Linked DNA regions of Canis lupus: region 2 is linked to region 1. A link is a contact called in public Hi-C data. All regions are on one chromosome and are shown on one strand. The core of a region is the stretch at or near the end of the contact, and the rest is flanking DNA. Distances in the headings are between cores, read along the strand shown.

The links. A called contact is a pair of places that touch in the nucleus more often than the background predicts.
Region 2: a Hi-C map of blood shows a contact between it and region 1, with 3 times the contacts expected there. The contact joins the enhancer-like site here to the promoter of LOC119868082 in region 1. A contact is called at or near these places in 2 of 9 Hi-C or Micro-C datasets (blood and skin fibroblasts).

Annotation. Positions count from the first base shown.
Region 1 is chr38:6,819,688-6,822,511 of UU_Cfam_GSD_1.0, reverse strand. LOC119868082 (protein SPT2 homolog) reads right to left here and starts at 1,353. Exons shown (of 2, transcript XM_038586429.1): 1 at 953-1,353; 2 at 1-252. The coding sequence starts at 1,353. The coding sequence ends at 99. It overlaps RGS2 (regulator of G-protein signaling 2), which reads left to right and starts at 1,361. Exons shown (of 5, transcript XM_038586113.1): 1 at 1,361-1,519; 2 at 2,544-2,645; 3 at 2,749-2,810. The coding sequence starts at 1,410.
Region 2 is chr38:6,964,476-6,967,299 of UU_Cfam_GSD_1.0, reverse strand. No RefSeq gene overlaps it. Among named protein-coding and RNA genes, the nearest start is that of RGS1, 28 kb to the left of the region's middle. Within about 2 kb of position 1,444, at least 3 of the 20 cell types and tissues checked have an H3K27ac peak or open chromatin away from gene starts, as enhancers often do. A contact at or near this core is called in blood, where this site is marked.

The DNA.
Region 1 (2,824 bases), core at 104-2,603:
AAAGCCGGCCTTCGCACAGATGATTTTTGAACAATCACCAAATTATGCAAGTAAACCCTTCACGTCTTCTTCTCCTCCCTCCCCCACTTTGCAAGTTATTAAGTGTTCTGGTAAATTCTCAGCCAAGAATGACTCATGAGGAAACCCTGCATCCTTGCACTCCCAGGACGAGGATGGCTCTGGCGCATCACAGTTTCCACGTCTTGGTGTTTCCCTCCGTCTCCTCGTGAGGAGAGCTGGGACTTCTCTGTCCTGGAAGGAGAAGCAACCAAGGATTTCGGAGAAAAAGCTTTGCAACCCCACGGGAAGACCCAATCACGCAGGTTGCGGGGAGCAAGGCTGCACACCCTCTTAAAACACGGCCGTCGGATAAAGTCCCTTTCTCCGGTTCCTTCCCTGCTTACCGTTCAGTCCCCGCAGGGTTCCGGGTTGCCCCCCCCCACCCCACCCCCCGGCCGCGCGGGGGTCGCTGCCCCCGCCCCTGCCCCACCCCCGCCCCCGTCCCCCGCGCCCCCGCCCCGGCCCCCCCGCCCCTGCCCCACTCCCCTGCCCCACCCCCGCCCCCGTCCCCCGCGCCCCCGCCCCGGCCCCCCCTGCCCCTGCTCCTTCCCCCACCTGACCCTGACCCTGCCCCACTCCCCTGCCCCCACCCCGGCCCCCCCGCCCCTGCCCCTGCCCTCCCGCCCCCTCCCCTGACCCTGTCCCCCCTGCCCTGCCCCCCCGCCCCTGCCCCCCGCCCCCTCCCCCTGCCCCCCTCCGCCCCTACCCCCCTCGCTCCCGCCCCCGCCCCCGCCCCGCCCCTCCCTTTCATCTTTTCCTCCCCTCCCAACTCAACGGAGTCGCACAGCGGAAGAGGGGAGGGTCTCCCCGCGGCCTGTTTGCAAGAAATGAGGCGTGGGAAGAGGGCGCGCTCTCCAAAAAACAAGGGCGGGGGGTTGGAAAACATCTTAACTCAAAATAAAGCACTTGCACCCCGGTCCGCTCCCAGCAGCCTCTCCCCGCCGGAGCCTGCACCCCTCCAGGGCCGGGAGCGCCCCCTCCCGTCGTCCCGTCGTCCCGTCGTCCCGTGGCCGGGGCGCGGCTGGCGGCGAGGCGTCCCGGTCCGATCCCACACGCAACCCCGCGAGCCGCCGCGAGGGCCCGAGCGCGCACGGAGCCGGAGCCGGAGCCGGAGCCGGAGCCGGAGCCCGAGCCCCGGACGTCAGCCCACCTCGCTTCGAGAGCCTTCGGCGGCGCCCGTGACCGCCGCGGGCCGGGCCGCCCGCCCCCGCGCCCGGGTGCAGCCGACCAATCGGTGCCCTCGGGGGGCGGGCCCGGCGGCGGAGGCCCCGCCCCCTCCCCGCCGCCGCCCATAAAGGCGGCGCCCGCGCCCCGCCGCGCAGAGCTGCGGCCCCGGCAGGCGGTGGACGATGCAAAGTGCCATGTTCCTGGCCGTCCAGCACGACTGCGGATCCATGGACAAGAGCTCGAGCAACAGCCCCAAGCACGAGGAGAAGCGGGAAAAGATGAAGCGGACCCTGTGAGTACGGCCCTCGGGCGCCCGCCCCGCGCTGCGCACCTGGCGCTCCGGGTTTGCTGCGAACGTGATGACGTTAGGAAACCCTGCGACCCGCGCCTCTGCAGGGAAAAGCAAAAATGTGGAAGAGGGCAATTAGCTAAGTAAGGTTCAATCTGTGTGCGTGAGCCAAGGACTCTCGGGTAGTTTAGGACTGAGAGCATGTTAGATAGGGAGGCGGTGGTGATGAGGAGGATGAGGAGGCTAAGACCTCGCAGGTTGGCTTTGTGGCCCCTGCGTCTAAGGTAGCAGCCGAGGATCCTGGGGCCGAAGCACATCCCCAGCACTGGTGCCTTGCATTATAAGTTCTGATCAGCTTGCACAGCTTCCGGATTGGAATATTTTGGCTGGTTCTGAACATACTCGTTTTAAAATCGCTTTTTTTTTTTTTGACTGAATTGCTTAATTCACCCACTAAAGATTGTGCAGCAAATCATCGTTATGCATCATCTGCTTAAAATGAGTGTTGTAGTTGGGCTGGGGCAGGGGAACTCAGTCTCTCTCTCTCTCTCTCTCTCTCTCTCTCTCGGACACACATACACCCCCTGCCTCATGGCTTCTGGAGTGGTCCAGAGCCTCTTGCTCTAAGGGTAGGAGGGAAATGAACACCCACTGGCTCCAAGCAGTTCCAGTGTTAGGTTTCTTCAAGTGTGAAATGTCTCAGAATTGTAATCAAGGCTGCAGAAAAACTGCGGTCTTTTGTGGGTCAGAAATTGCATCTGTCTTTTTGAAATATGCCATCTAAATTCATTTAAATGTCCTAGGTAGACTTACCCTTGGTTATGAGAGTAGTACTTCTGCTCAGATGAAGGGATGAAACTAATTGCGTTAAGCACGTAGGTGCTAGGTTTAAATGTAAAATGAGTAAGACTGACTTGAAGATTCTTGTTGCTACTGGGTGGCTTTATTTGGTAAAAATGCCTTCAGCTGCCACAGCAATTTCAAACGTTGTCACTTAGTGAATATCTTTTTTTTTTTTCTTTTTAAGATTAAAAGATTGGAAGACCCGTTTGAGCTACTTCTTACAAAATTCGTCGTCTCCTGGGAAGCCCAAAAATGGCAAGAAAAGCAAACAGCAAACCTTCATCAAGTAAGTTGAAAAATCTTGTATTTGCGAACATGAATAGCTAGCTGCTGAGCTGAAAAGAGGAATTCTGATGTGCACGAGCTAATGAGCAGACCTTCTTTTGCAGGCCTTCTCCTGAGGAAGCACAGCTGTGGTCAGAAGCGTTTGATGAGCTGCTAGCCAGTAAATGTAAGTTAACCTTT
Region 2 (2,824 bases), core at 195-2,694, 140 kb before region 1:
CACTGCTCTTTTCTTCTCAAACACTATTTTATTTCCACCCACTCAACACTTTTCATAAATAAGACCACTTAGTCACAGACTAAAAGGAAGGAACCAAGACTGATGGTTGCTCAATTATTTCATGTGTTAATAAGCTTGAAGCTTTCAATAGATATACAAATGCCAACTGAAAAGTTTAATATTGTACATACATTTTTGGAGTTGGAAGATACATTAAGAGGTTCTCTCATTCAGTCTTCCACCTGAAGAAAACATTCTCTATGTGAGATCCTGTGTAGAAAGCCATTTCTGGCAGCTCCCAGAACTGATCCATAATAAGGCTTTCCTTATGGGGAAAATGGGGACCAGGAGTCAGAAGTCCACTTCATTTCTGCATAATAATAGTTATTTAATTAAACTAATCTTGCTGCTTATATCCACTCTGACATGTGCACCTTTCATCTTTCCTCTTTATCACTAGAACCTCATACTGACTTGACTTACTTTTTATGTATGTATTTATTACCCAGGCACTGATATTAGCCCTCCACTAACTAGATCTACTAATGGATCTCCGACTAGCTCCCAATCTTCCAGGATTTGTTCGTTGACTGCTATTTCAATCTCTCTTGATAGTTAGCCATGGATAACCACCATCTACTCTCTGCTTCTGAGTCCCATGTGATTTTTTTTTTTGGATGATCCTCATTTTTAGAATGCTATACCTCTCTTCTGCAAAGCCAAATCTATCATTCAAAGCCCGTTTCAAGCCTTACTGCAACAAGAATTTCAGTGTTTGGTATAGCACCTCTGAATGTTATAATAGTTGTAATCTGTATTATAAGTAATATCTTACCTTCTCTACTCCCCGAAGTGTACAACACAATTGTTGTGAATAACATTGCAGTTTCATAACATACTTTATTTTAGCATAAAATTGAATTTCAATATTCAGGATATTTTAAAATAGGAGTTACATGGAATTTTTATAAAATACACCACAAAGCATTGGACTATAAATTCAACTTATATATAGATGGAAAGATAATTTACATGATATCAAAGCTGTAGGAAAATTTTAGATTCAAGTGTTCAGTCATTTTCCAAAATAAATCTCTCACAAATAAATAAAATCTTTTAAAAAATTACCCTTTCTTCCTCAAGACAATATTACAAAAACATGAGATAACAGATTAAAGTGCTATGCAAATAATGAATTTTTATCGAAAATTTAATTATTGCTTTATAAATAAACATAACTATCTAAAAACTAAATATTTTGATTTCCATTATATTTATTTAACTTGAAATAGTGAAAATTTTACATTAGTATCAGATCTCTTCTTCCTGCCTTGGTTACTAGTGAATGGCCAAACTCGTTGCTGTAAATAAATGGGCACTAGGATGTTTCTAAAAAATACATGTGGCTCAAGATTAGACTTCTTCCGCTTTGTGGTCTCACATGTCTGACCACAGCAACTATTTTTAATCGCAGTCTGTGCTTTTTAGTGACATCTAACTTCATACATGAGAGTCATCATCCATAGCAAGACGTAGAGATGTATGACGTGTTTGATTACAATGTACTTCTTTTTTGTGTTGTTTTTCTTCTCTTTATCTTTTTAACATGCGTTTCTATTTTGATAATTTTGAAAACATTCAGATCACTTGACAACATTGAGACGGCATTTACCATTAGTTCCTCAAGTCTATAAAGTTCTCATGTGAAAGTGTGCTAGCCAACTGTTCTTGACCTCAATGTTTCCAAAGAAAAATTACAAAATGACAACAAACTGCTATTATTTCCAACTCTAACTGAAATTTTTCAAAAAGTGCTTCAGGCTGAACAATAGTATTTTAGTAAGCACTTGGAATTCCAGCTTAGGCTGTGTTTTTATATGCTAATGCATAATGAAACATGCTTTTTACCATGTTAGCTGCTTGCAGTCTTGATGGAAAAAACATGGCAAAGACTCATGAATATGTGGTTCAGTAGGACTAACTAAAACATCATTAAAAATTTGATATTAAAAATACACATTTAAACAAAAAATAGTTTGTGGTCATAATATTCTAGAAAACCCTCTTAAGTCAAAGGAATAAAATAAAGAACAATTTGTAAAATAAAACATGCAACTATTTCAACAACAAATTTGAGAATACTATATGTAAAATCACAAGCTTGTTCCTTGTTTTTAAAAAAGGAAAATAAAAATTAAAAAAGGAAAATAAATGTGTTAAATATTTACCTCACAAAAAGAATAAGTAACCACAAGAGACAGCAGTTATTCAGTGAACAATAGTGAACAATGAAGTTATTCAATAAAGAAAATATTAGATTAAAAACAGAAAATAATAAGTTATATATTGATGATCCAGGAATAGTTAATTGGAAGAAAAATAGTTTAAAAAACTTCTGTTAACTCTAATGAAACATAAAAAAGTAATTATATCCTAAAGGAAATATAGTAACAAGGAGATGGTCCATTGTCCATTCATTCACTTGTTTGTTCAAAAAGTCTACACAGTATGAAGTGTTAAATTCTAAGTTCTAGGGACAATAATAGAGAATGATCAGGAAAAATTCTAACCTATATTTATATAAAACCAATATCCTAATGGGAAGAGACAAATTATAATAATAATGGAGCAAAAGAGGGAGGGAAGAAAGAAAAGAGAAAGAAGAAAAGAAAAAGAGGAAATCAATTAGTAGTAAGTGCTAAAATTTAAAAAAACAAGATTAAAGGCATAGAGAATATGCAAATAGAGAAGTTTACATGGTGTGTTCAGGCACAGTCCCTGGATAAGACAACAGTGAAACCTGAAGGAAGTGAAAAGATGAGCT